Regions from separate parts of the Ovis aries genome. Here region 1 is linked to region 2. The links are chromatin contacts, called in public Hi-C maps. All regions are on one chromosome and are shown on one strand. Each heading gives the region's core, a stretch centred on a gene start, on an enhancer-like site or on the middle of the called end of the contact. The rest is flanking DNA. Distances are from core to core; before and after follow the strand shown. Region 1 holds the start of HPS5 (HPS5 biogenesis of lysosomal organelles complex 2 subunit 2). Region 2 holds the start of TSG101 (tumor susceptibility 101).

Region 1 (6,463 bases), core at 3,629-6,128, 160 kb after region 2:
AGCTCTGAAAATGAGTCTGAGGTGCTGCTAAGTCATGCAGGTAAAGAGTCTGTATTATGCAGGCATTTATAAATGCTGGGACTGAGTTTCATTAAGTCCAGTAACAAGGATTTTAAAAAATGCCCCAAGTTAATCATCTTGTTTACTTGTGATTGAAAACATTTTCCCATGTTATTTACAACCTCCAGCTTTAATATACATCATATATGATAAAGGATCAAAATTCTTAATGCCATGTTTTAACTGATTTACTTGATGTCCTCCTGAAATTTTGATTACCGTTGCTTAAAAAGTTTGAAAAACCATGGTTTTAAATAAGTGTTTTTTTATTTTCCCCCTTTTTTGGTTGTGCTGCGGTGTGTGGGATGTAAGTTCCCTGACCAGGGGTCCAACCTCGGCCATCGGCAGTGAAAGCACGCTGTCTTAACCACTGGACTGCCAGGGTAGTCCCTAAAGGACTATTTAAAAAAAAAAATTCCGTTAGGTGCTCAAAACGAGCAAAAAACCCTAGTTTGATTATATACATTTAAATTTTAAAAAAAACCTATCTAAAACTTATTGAATGCTTGTAATACATGCCAGCAATTGGGCTAAATTCTTTATTATCTCATTGAGTCCCCAGTTAACAATCCTGAGGTAGGTTCTATTATTAGTTCCATCCTGCAGATAAAGGAAACTGGGTCTAAGAAATCCAGAGGCTTTCCCAAAGCATCAAGAAGTAGAACTGGGTTTGAATCTGGGTCAGTCTGACCTTGGAGTTCCATTATGCTACTCTGCAAATATATGTGACAGGAGAGACATATACCCAACTGAATAGTGGTTACCTATGGTGACAGGACTACAGATGATTTCAATGTTCTTTTTGTTTTCTTGACTATCTACAACAAACACTGTATTTTGTAATGAGAAAAAGTTATTAAAAAACGTCTTTCCAGGGACTTCCCTGGTGGTCCAGTGGTTAAGACCCTGGGTTCCCAAGGCAGGGGGCCGGGATTTGATCCCTGTTCAGGGAACTAGATCCCACAAGCTGCAACTAAGACCCAGTGCAGTCAAATAACTAAATACCTAAAAAAAAAAAAAAAAAAACAACTTTCCAAGAGTTGATGATCTATCAAACTATATTTATAAGCAACATGGGAAAATGTTACAGGTGGTTACTGTGGGTAAGAATTAAAACAACTGTTATCTTCAAGTTTTGTAATATGCATATTATTTTTATTTAGTATTAAAATTTTAACTTATAGTAATTTTATAACATCTATGGAAACATTAAATATTTTTACATTAATATTGTAGCATAAATTATTACAAAATTTTTAAAAACTTATCTATACTTTGTAAAATTAAACTGCATACCACAGGAACCATGTTTTAGGAAACATGAATTAAAATCTGAGAAAGACAGATGGGGAGGGTGTGTGGAGGGGGATAAGCAAATAATGACAGGATAATTTCAAGTATGTCCATGTATGGAGGAAAAGCAAGGACAGCTGGTAGAGAAAGTCCCCAATTAACTGGGCTTACAGGCACAAATAAAAGTATTAGCTTTGGAAAAGAACAGGAAAACTTTTCTGAGATGGGACGGTAAGGAAGAAAGATGAATGAAGACAGAGGAACCGTAGAGCAGAGGATAAATTAGATTAATAGAACTATTAGTTGGCTACTTTAAATCAATTTGGAAAAACAAAAGGTAAAGCCATTCATATTAAAATCCATTTAGAGAGAACTTTAAAAATGAAGACAAGTTACTGAACACTGGGAATAACTAGCTGACTGTCTTACAGATAACTTGCTTGGCAAATTTCCCTGCTCAACTGCAGCACCTCTGTTAACTACAGAAGGACCAGTTTTAGGAAGTTTAACAGAATCAGTGGTACCATCCTGCAATGGCATCTAAGATTTCTAGATTTTTCTTGAAGGGGGCTCCTTGGGGAAGCAAAAAATTCTTTCTAGCAGAACTCTGTAAGAGCCACAGAATATTTTGTTTAGGAAAAATACTGATGCGGTTACATTTAAATAAAGCGGCTTGATGAAGATCTAGCTTTACTTAAAAGATTACTTTATGAAATAATCTGCCACAAGACTTACTTTAAATAGCAAAATCCTCCAGCAAAGGCATTAATTCACTTGCAGTTAAATATTTACTTGCACTGAGCCTTGACACAGTCTCCTCCCTTTCCATCAACTTGCTTGTACTCATTTTTTGGTCTCCTCCAAGTTTCAAAGTCACCAGGCAAGGTTTCCTGTTCTTCTCTTTACAGCACTTCTCACTACTGTAATTAATTTTTAAAGTAACTCTTTAACGTATGTCTCCTGGCAAGACTGCAAGCTTCACAAAGTAGGGCAGAGGCTGCATATGTTGTTCATGGCAATACAGAGCCCAGCAGCATATTTAAGCCCGAGGGAACAGTCCAATAAGCACCTGTGACATCTATGCAAGATCTCTGCTGTTCAAAGAATACAACCTCGGTTAAGAAACAAGAAACCTTTGTACATACATTCTGGACTAAACTTCAGGAACTCAATTCACAGATCACAGTACCATTCCTCACAGATTCCAATAACTGGCTTATAAGTAAACAGGGCTAAGAATAATTTGAAACTATTTGGCAGAAATCTTTAACTTTCCATTTCCTACATCCTGTATCTCTGCATTTCCATTCCCTTTCCAACGTGAGAGATAAATGGTGCAGGAAAACAAAACAGAAGACACATGAAATAAATTCCGTATCACTCTCTAAAACGAGGATTATTATTAGAGAAAGCGCTTCTGTGTCTGCCAGCATACAAAATGGAGATCTGGAATGCTGCTTGCTGTCAGGCAATCCTAAAAAATGTTAACAATTCAGCACTACAGGGAATAAATCTTGGAAGTATGTACAGAGTGACCAAAATGTACTGTTATAAGGATCGTCACATATGTAAGGAGGGCATTAAATGGATAAACTGAGGTAGCAATTTTAAGACCAAGCACTTTTTCATTTTACAGCAGTGCAGGGAAAGGGAGGAGGAGGAAATGCCACAGATATGCAAGACAGAAGGAAGTGAAGGCTTGTATTCACTGATAAAATTCTGCATGCCAAAAGCAGGATACCAACAGCGAGAGGACAGCAATCAGCTGGTAATCAAAGTGCAGAAAGGAGGAAAGAACTAAAGACACTTCCAGTAGCAGTATCCATGAAGTAGACACAGTGGGCAAAATGCTTGGAAAGCTCAAGGTACACCTGACAACTTCTGACGGTGAGGGGAAAACCAGCAGCACAGAAAAGCAGGGCTAAAAGATGTACAGACAGACCATCAGGAAGAAGATGTAAGCCTTTAGAGCAGGAGGTATAGGAAGCAGCCACAACTGACTGAAGCTGATCGTCTGGTGCACTGTTTTTAACCGATTCCTCTCTTTGCATCAACCTTCCTGGTATTTTTAAGCAGCTCTCTCTGCATTTGTGTGATTTTTTTTTTTTTTCCCACATGAGCACTGCCATATCTATTTATTATTAGTACCACCCAGAAGAGACTCAAATCTTTCAATCTGCTGCACTGCTAAGTGTTGGCTGAGTGAGAGTAGCAGAACAGGTTTAATGGCTCCAAATTACCTCTCCCTTTTTTCCAAACCAGGGATTTTGGTCAGCTAAAAGGCACAAAGTTCCTTCTAGAGCCTAGTCCTTTTGTATGCCAAAACCCTGATACTAGAGGTTACCCTCCCCTCTGCTGTGACCTCTTCATTTCATTTTTCTACCTTTGATTTTTCAAAATCTACCTTAGGGTTGGCAACCTTGCTTTAGTTACCAAAGTCGAGTTCAGTGATTTTCAAACTGTGTTCCAAGAGGGGAGGCTGAGGGCTCCCAAATGCAATTCCACCATGGCATGCTGCTTTATATGTCTGGGGTTTCTGGTAAGAATTCACTAGGAAAAATTGTTCCACTTCCTTATGGAGTCAGTACTTACGGCAAAGTATACTTTAAACCACACAGTTTCGGTATGTTTTTAAAACTGGGTCTGCTAATGGGCAAAAGGTTAAGTTTTTATCTCTTTCCTCCCGTCACACCTCCCCCTCCTGCCGCCTTTTTATAGACCCTAAAACAGGCGTTTAAGAGTCAACCGAAAACACTTCCTTACATAATTTAGCCTTTGAGAATTTCTAAAATAATTATATATTTCCATGTGTTGGTGCTTAAACATGATCAAGTCGGGCAAAGATCAAAACTTGGTGTGTGAGTGGCGGGGGTGGGGTGAACTGGCACACGTGTTAAGTTCGTTTTAAGAGGGACAGGATTGACAAGCGAAGCAAAAGGTGTGTGGAACTAAGATGAAAGCTTTTCCCTTACAGAAACCGAAAGACTCAATAGCACGTTTTCTAACGGGAAGAGCTCCTCAGAGAGAGAGAGGCTTCCACGTCCTTCACCCTCATGAGCCAAGTCTCATCCCAGCTTCGGGTACATCTTTGAGTCCCTGCTTTCAGTGGAGGAGTTGGCTTCCTATAGACAAGCAGATTAGGGGTCGCCTCTTCCTCTCTTCAGAAAAATAAACGGCCAACCGAGACAGCAGAATTGGGAACTGCAGCAACGGCGACAGGGATACAGGAAAAAGGGGCAGATTCCGTGCCGTCCTGCGGCCCCCAGGCCTGTCAGCTCATCACCCACCAGTCCACCCCCATTTTTCGGTCTAAACTTACCAGGTGGGAGACGGCCCTGGGCAGGGACTAAGTTACTGCGCTGTGTCGAGTCGAGTTCCGCTGGGCTTCTCAGAGACGCTGCGGGAAAGAGGCTGAAACCCAGTAGCCGCCGCCACCGCCACCGCCTCTGTTACTAGGGGGTCTCGCCTCCATCGCTGGCTGCGAGAACTCTGAGGGCACGTGACCGGAAGTACGAAGGCGGGCCTGAGGGGCACGTGACCCCAGAGCACGGCCGCCATGACACCTTCCGCTAGTTCCCTCCCTCCTCCGCCGGTGCCCGCCTGTTTCATTTCCTCTCGCCGGCTTTAAGCGGTGAAAGGTCCCAGGAACTTGGCTGTCTCACCCCTTTGGCCTAGAGCTCCTCCGGTCCCGTTCGGCGCTGCGTCTTCGGCCGGCAGCGGGCAGGCCGCAGAGAGCGTAATCGCGACCGCGGCCGAAGGGGGAGGGACCACGCGCAAGCAGGGCGTAACCCGTCACGTGACGAGGAAGTACCGTTAACAGCTTTGTCCCGGCGTCCCCGGCGCTCCGGGATGACGTAAGCCTGGGCGGGGAGGAGTAGGAGGGAAGACTGAAGCTCAGGTGCGGCTCTTAGCGCGCGGTGAGTGTGCGGGCGCCTAGCCGGGAGAGAGGCTGTGACCCACAGAAAGTTGGGGGCTGCCTGCCTAGAGGTGGTAGAGAGGGGCTGAGACTTACAGGCTGTGAGCCTGGCTTTGAAAACTTGATTACCGCCTCTTCTTTCAAGAGATCTGAATGTAGTATTAAAGTTAACTGCTAAGTTAGGAGTTCGCTAGGCAGGGAGCTTGTGGTCAGATGTCTGCAAAGATGCGTGCAAGACGTTGAGTGCATGAGTGAGTGAGTCGCCATTTCTTGGTCTAAGGTAGAGAGGAGTTCTCTATTACTTGAGTAGTAGTTGTTGAGTCACTCAGTCGTGTCCGACTTTGCGACCCCATGGGCTGCAACATGCCAGGCTTCGCTGTCCTCCACTTTGTCCCAGAGTTAGCTCAAATTCATGTCCATGGAGTCGGTGATGCTATCCAACCTTCTCATCCTCTGTCTCCCCCCTTCTCCTGCCCTCAGTCTTTCCCAGTATCAGAGTCCTTTCCAAAGAGTTGGCTCTTTGCATCTTGTGGCCAAAGTATTGGAGCTTCAGCTTCAGCATCACTCCTTCTAATGAATATTCAGGGTTGATTTCCTTTAGGATTGACTGGTTTGATCTGGCTGTCCAGTGGACTCTCAAAGAGTGTTTTCCAGCACCGCAGTTCGAAAGGCATCGATTCTTTGGCGTTCAGCCTTCTTTATAGAAAGATCCCATTATGAGGAAATCCCCAACCTCCCTTTGGCATAATATCTTTAATTTTTCTTCCTTTTCCTTCTCTCTTGCCTTTTCTTCCTTCCTCGCATCTAGTGGGGAAAAGAGAACGCTGTGATTTGCGTTGGGTGTTTGCGCAGCAAACACTGGTTCAGTAAAATGAGTACTAGGCCAAGAGAAAAACCTTTTTTTGATCCTACTGCTTTTTATGTTGCCATCAAGGAATATGGGAAATGGAAAGGTAATTAGATTTGGACTCAAGATTAGTGGATTTTAGTTTCACCTCGGCTTATGAGCTCTGTGACCTTTAGTAAACCAGCTCTTCAAAAGGTTTTTTCATTGACTTTGGTAAGCATTTATGGCCACCCTCTGTTTGCTTAGTGTTTTGCTAGGCTAACTGTGACAGAAGTAATAGTTAAACTCAGTTTTGTGGAGAGACCGGTTTTTCTTATCTGGAGGAAGATTCCAGAAACAGCATATAT
Region 2 (6,746 bases), core at 704-3,203:
CATTTAGGCCTTCTTCATGTGACCTTCATTTAGATGCCAATTTAGAAGAGAATTAATACTACAGCCTGTTCCTCAGTACCACGATGCTAAAATTATCCAAATAATCATACTTCACACCCCCTCAAATCCAAGTGCCCTGAATGGCATGGTACTTACAAAACCGGTAGTGAGGTGTTTGACTAATGTATAATGACTTTTATATATGTGTATATATATATATGTGTATATATATATACACTTATGTATAATGACTAATATAAATGACCATGAGGAGCTTTTATGGGTAGTAGAAATTCAGTTAAGAGTACCTATTGGGCGCGCACGCCATGTGTACCAACTGCTTGGGACCGTGCCCGGTGAGACCCGAAGGCCTGCAGTTTGGCCAGCCATATTCCTCTCTGCGGCACCCACTGGGGAAGACATATAAGAAATTTGCATAAGATAGCTGTTCAGAATGGAGCTGGAGGAGGCTTATTTGTGCACAGAGATACTCCTGAGAATAACCCAGAAACTCCATTTGATTTCACACCAGAGGATAGAGGCCGTTGTGAAAAACTACCCAGAAGGGCATAAGGCAGCAGCTGTGCTTCCAGTTCTGGATTTATCCCAGAGACAGGATGTATGGCTGCCCATCTCTGCTATGAACAATGCTGAAGAAATTTTACAAGTACCTCCAGTGAGAGTGTCTGAAGTATCAACTTTTTATACAATGTATAATCGAAAGCCAGTTGTAACACATTCAAGTCTGTGCTGAACTCCGACTGCATACTGGAGGCCATTCAGAAAAAGACTTGGAATAAAGGTTGGAGACTACACCTGACAAACTTTTCCCTCTTATAGAAGTGGAGTGTTTAGGGGCCTGTGTAAATGTACCAGTGGTTCAAATAAATGGCAACTACTATGAGGATCTGACACCTAAGGATATTAAAGAAATTATTGATGAACTCAAGGCTGGCAAAATCCCAAAACCTGGGCCAAGGAGTGGACACTTCTGTGAGCCAGCTCGAGGTCTTACCTCTTTGACTGAACCACCAAAAGGACCTGGGTTTGGTGTGCAAGCAGGCCTTTAATTTATATTCAACTGTAAATATGTCAGTGGAGAAATAAAATATGAATCTCTTATCTACCTAAACTTTTTATATTACGTGTTCATTTCCATCTGTGTACACCTTGCTTGTAACCTAGCAACTTAACAGCTGTTAAGTATCATGTCAGAACTTCAGAGCACCATTTTCAACTGCTTGTTCACTTTTTCAATATTAGGGTGCTGTGAAATAAAAATTCTGTCAGATTTCAAACAACAACCAAAAAAAAGAGTACCTACTCTTGCACTGTGCAAAACCATGAGGATCTGAAGCTGAGCCTGATTTCAAAGACTTGGATTTTTATAGTGGACAGGCTAGTACACACACCAAGTCCAAGGAAGAAGTTAGCCTGTATTATCATTCATGTCGGGCACAGTGGAGTTCTGACCTAAGTGAATGGTCTCTTGTAAAGAAATTACTGCCTGGCTTCCTGTGAAATGAGAGCTCTGCACTTTGCCCTTGTGAATGTAATATGAAGCTTAATGAAAAACAACCTGACAACCAGAGACACCCTGGGCATCGCCTAATCCAAGCCTTTCCTCTGAGTTGGAAAAAAGCCTCGAGCAAGCCTTGCACTTGCCTGCAATTATCAGAAGGGTAAGTCAGTGGCAGAACACTTTTCTGACTCCAGTCCAGTCTTCCCACTTGACGCATCAGTCATTAAAGCTCACTGGAAAGGTACTCCTACTTCTTACCCTCCCTGCACCTGCTCTTTTAGTGTGAGGGCAACTGTGAAAGAGCTGCCGATCTCATTATCCCGGCTCAGCAATTCCACCCTCGGAACGGGTTTCCCTGGAGCTGACCTAGGCCGTCAACCCCTACCCACCGCCGACCTCGGAAGTGACGTAAGGGAAGCGGAAGTGCTGGCGTGGAGGCCGATTTCCTGTTGCTAGAGGCGGGGGGGTGGGGGGCTGGCTCGTCTGTGTGCGGTTGTGTGGGGCGGCCTGGGGCGGCCCCGGAGCGGCTGACCCTCTGCCTGCGGGGACCGGAGTCGCGAGGCGGCCGCCATGGCGGGGTCGGAGAGCCAGCTCAAGAAAATGGTGTCCAAGGTGAGGCTGCGGCGCGCCCTCTCGGCGCACACCCACCACTCCCCCCCGCGCCGCCAGGGCCTGCCGGACCAGCCCAGCGAGCCCCCCAGGCGGGCCCGAAGCCCCGGGCTTCCCCCGGCCGCCTCTGCCGCCGCCCGCGCCAGGATGCCTGTCTCCCGGGGCCGGAGTCCCTGGGCCGGAGCCGGCGGGGGGCGGCGACGGTCAACAATGGAGCGGAGCCGAGGCCGCCTGCCACCTGCCGCCCGCCCTCTTTTCGGGGAGAGAGAGTTTGGAGCGGTCTGTGGGGCAGCATAGTTTTCATCAACACAAGGAGGGGGTTGTACTTAAAACTCGGGCTTGGGCAACCCCGCCCCTCCTGTCCCAGTGCAGGGCTCCTCATTCTTCATTCGCCCTTCCCTCCCGGCTTCCTGAGGTGGTGTCCTTTTCAGATTGTATTCTTCACGCAGCTCAATAGCCCACCCCGCGGGAAATCGTAACTGTTGGTTGAATTGGCTCAATTATGAATAGAAACGTCCTGAGAAGCTCATTACCTCGGGTGAAATAGAATTCCATTACCATTCCAGGGTCTTTGATTTGCTCAGAGTGACTCCCTTTTAATTGTATGCTGCTTATAAAGCCAGTTGATTTACTTTGAAATTTTTAATCTAAACAGTTCAGGACCGGTGTGGGTTTGCTTTCTGGTTTTTCTCCTTTTTTAAAAAAGTTGTATTTTTCAGTTGTATTTAAAGCCGTGAATTATTTTAACAACTACTTAAAATATGGCACCTGATACCGGAGTGAATTGGGTGCTTTTTGGTTTGTTTGTTGTTTTGTGGGTTTTTTTTTTTCAATTTATCAAAGCTAATTAATGGGAATAAGATGTATGTGAAATGGTTGAGAGTTGAATATTCTCCAGTTAAACAGGTTTACCTTTAGATACTTTTGTTAAAATAAGAATGGTAGAAAGTGAAGTAGTTTAAAACAGTTTTCCGTATTATTAAAACACATTATTATATGTAAACTTATTTCTTAGAAAAATAGACTTTTTTGCCCAGTAAAATCATCCCTATAGTCTTTGATTGAAGAGCAAATAATCTCTAAGGAGAAATTAATGATTTTTGAAATAAAGCTACTCTTTGATTTTTCTAATCATATCTTAGAGGCTTTTGATTTTCTTTCTTTTTTTCTAATTAAAATATAGTTGATTTTCTTTTGATAGAGTAAACTTATCTTTAATTGCAGAAGTTTTAGGGAGCCTTAGAAAACTGTGGCCTGAATGTTGTAGCATTTAGTTTTTCAAAGTACATTATTTTATATACTATGTAACTGAAGGGTGTCTGTTCCATAGCATTTATAAAAATCTTTTAATTGATTACATTGTCCTTAAAGTTTTATTCCTTCATGTATGTGTATGAAAGTACCTATATATAAGGACAAGAATATTCAAATATTGGTTTGGAATTGTAGAAACCATAATCAAGTTTCCTAAACTTTCTGTTGAGGAACCTGCCTTCGAAGACAGAGGCAGGACATCTTTAAAAGATATTTTATACCTACACCTGCCATCTCCTCCCTCCATCCTCTTTATATCCTAAGAGCAGAGAAGGACATAGTTTGGTGGAAACCAGCACAATACTGTAAAGCAATTATCCTTCAATTAAAAATAAATATTTTTTTAATAAAAATGGACATAGAGCAGAGGTGGGAGAGAACATTTGTCTTTCATCTGGTTCTTGACCCAATGCCTGAAAAATTGAGTCTCTTACAAGTGGTGATGTCACTTCTGATTACTGGCATCTTTTCTATCCAGCTTGTTAATAGATAGATATGTAGGAATAGTAAGTAGGATAATAGAAGCTATTTGTGGAGTTTTTTCCTTCTGGTGGAGGATTAGCTTCAGTTGTTATCCTTTCAGGTAGATGTGGCCCAATGAAAGAACTGGTAGCCAGGACCTGGGACACATTGCTAGGGTGATGGTCCTTTACTCTTATCTGATTGTGGGACTTCCATCACCCATCATATTACTTTGGGCTACCTGCTTTGACATATGTTTTTTGAAGTATAATTGACATACAACATTATATTATCTTTTTATATATTACTACAGTTATTTTTTTCCTTAGAGCAACTTTTAGCTTCCAACTTAAATATAGCTTTTAGCTGAACATCCTTTTCTGTCATCATCTTTGTAATTAAGAGAGGTATATCTATTGTTGGTCCATCTTGCTTTACACAAATTATTTAGATTTTTCATACAGACAGCTATCTGTATTCTTTCATGCTGTATGTAACAGCATTCCTATTGGTGGCTGCTGCTGCTAAGTCACTTCAGTTGTGTCCGACTCTGCGACTCCATAGACGGCAGCCCACCAGGCTCCACTGTCCCTGGGATTCTCCAGGCAAGAACACTGGAGTGGATTGCCATTTCCTTCTCCAGTGCGTGAAAGTGAAAAGTGAAAGTGAAGTCGCCCAGTCCTGTCAGACTCTTTGTGACCCCATGAACAGCAGCCTGTCAGGCTCCTCCGTCCATGGGATTTTCCAGAGTGGAGTCACTGCCAACTAGTTAGGAGAGAGCTGATACATTAACATTACATTGTAATGCACTTCACACTGTTTTATTAGATTCTAGGGATACAGTAGAGAACAGATAGAAAACTCTGTACCTGTGGAATTTAAATTTGCATAGAAGGAATAAACAACTCAGTAAGTTCATTAAGTAGCGTGTTGAAGGGTGTTAAGTGCTTTGGAGAAAAGTAAAGCAAGAAAGGGTGATAGACTTCTCAAATGTGAGGATAGGATAGGTTGCAGTTTTATAGAATAGTAAAGGAAGGCCTTCCTGAGGTCTGTTTAATCAGAGACCCTGAAAGCGGTGAGGAAGCAAACTGGAACAGTCTGGAGTAAGAACGTTCCAGGAAGAAGGAGGGCTTGTTTTTCAAGCTCAAGGGCCCTCTTGTCATGCATGATAGAGAAACAGCAAAGGGGCATAAAGGGGCTGGACTGGAGTGAGAAAAGGGAAACAGTGCTGCTAAATAAAGGAGTGGTAGATTTTGGAGGGGCTTGCAGGCCACTGTCAGCATTTTGGCATCTCCTTGCCGTGTGGTGGGGCTGTATTAACAGTATAGCTCAAGCTGCTGTACTGAGGCTGGACCGTAGCGGGTTCAGTAGAGTAGAGGGATAGCCACCCCTAAAAAGGCTGTTGTATAATAATAACCTCAGTGTGGCTCTGAAGGTAGTGAGAAGGGATCAGATGCTGGAGATTTTGAAGGTAGAACTAACAAGATTTTCTGACAGACTCACTGTGGATGTGTAGGAAACCAAGGCATCCAGGATAATATCGAAGTTTTTGTGCTGAGCATCTAGAAGGATATGGATATGGAAGAATGTAAGAGAGGTAGAGGGAGAAGGCTATGGCACCCACTCCAGTACTCTTGCCTGGAAAATCCCATGGACGGAAGAGCCTGGTGGGCTGCAGTCCATGGGGTTGCTGAGAGTCAGACATGACTGAGTGACTTTCACTTTTCACTTTCATGCATTGGAGAAGGAAATAGCAACCCACTCCAGCGTTCTTGCCTGGAGAATCCCAGGGACGGGGGAGCCTGGTGGGCTGCCATCTATGGGGTCGCACAGAGTTGGACATGACTGAAGCAACTTAGCAGCAGCAGCAAGAGGTATAGAATTGGGGGGAAGACAAAGGGTTCAATTTGATCATGTTACGTCATTTGACTTTCATTAGATATCTAAGTGGAGATATCAAATTGGATATACATGTCTGGAGTTCAGGAAAGTGGAATTTTTAAATTTGGAAGTTATCAGTGTATAAATGGTATTTTAAGCAATGCATGGAGGTCCACACCTGAGTAAGTTTAGACGAAGAAGATCAAGGACTGAGCCCTGGGACTCAATCGATCAAAGGTTAGGAGAAGAGAAAGAACCAGCCAAAACACTGAGAAGGGGCAAATACAGGAGAGGAAAAAGAATGTCTTGTTTCTTCTTTTATTTTTGTTTAAATGTCCAAGAGTCCCCGTCCTTTTCTGAGAGTTCTTATCACTACAATATCATTTCTTCTTTCTTTGAAATTTTTAATGCTGATTGTTTTTGAAGTTTTCTTCTGTTCCTTGCATTATTTTTATTCTTAAAAGTGAAAGTCGCTCAGTCCTGTCCGACTTTTTGTGACCCCATGGACTATACATTCCATGGAATTCTCCAGGCCAGGATACTGGAGTGGGTAGCCTTTCCCTTCTCCAGGGGATGTTCCCAACCCAGGGAAAGAACCCAGGTCTCCCGCATTGCAGGGAGATTCTTTACCAGCGAAGCCACAAGGGAAGGCCAAGAATACTGGAGTGGGTAGCCTATCCCTTCTCCAGTGGATCTTCTCAACCCAGGAATCAAACCGGGGTGTCCTGCATTGCAGGCGGATACTTTACCAACTGAGCTATCAGGGAACACCCATTTTTATTTTTAGTTCCTTCTTTTCTGTTTGTTTAGGTCTGTGACATGCTTCTTGGAGACTTTCTTTTTGGAATAGCTGACTGTTCCTTTTTAAGAGAGAAGCACTAAAAGCTGATTGAAAGCTTTGTGTGCGTGAGTGGAGCTTGTCAACTGGAGCTTCAGGGTGTTGTGAGCACATGGAGAT

What was found. A called contact is a pair of places that touch in the nucleus more often than the background predicts.
Region 1: a contact with region 2 is called in a Hi-C map of liver, with 3 times the contacts expected there. The contact joins the promoter of HPS5 here to the promoter of TSG101 in region 2. A contact is called at or near these places in 3 of 16 Hi-C or Micro-C datasets (hypothalamus, liver and muscle).

The regions. Positions count from the first base shown.
Region 1 is chr21:23,896,320-23,902,782 of ARS-UI_Ramb_v3.0, forward strand. HPS5 (HPS5 biogenesis of lysosomal organelles complex 2 subunit 2) reads left to right here and starts at 4,879. Exons shown (of 24, transcript XM_060403992.1): 1 at 4,879-5,207. It overlaps GTF2H1 (general transcription factor IIH subunit 1), which reads right to left and starts at 4,844. Exons shown (of 16, transcript XM_042238001.1): 1 at 4,673-4,844.
Region 2 is chr21:23,736,379-23,743,124 of ARS-UI_Ramb_v3.0, forward strand. TSG101 (tumor susceptibility 101) reads left to right here and starts at 1,954. Exons shown (of 10, transcript XM_004019463.5): 1 at 1,954-2,134. The coding sequence starts at 2,093. It also overlaps the pseudogene LOC105604170.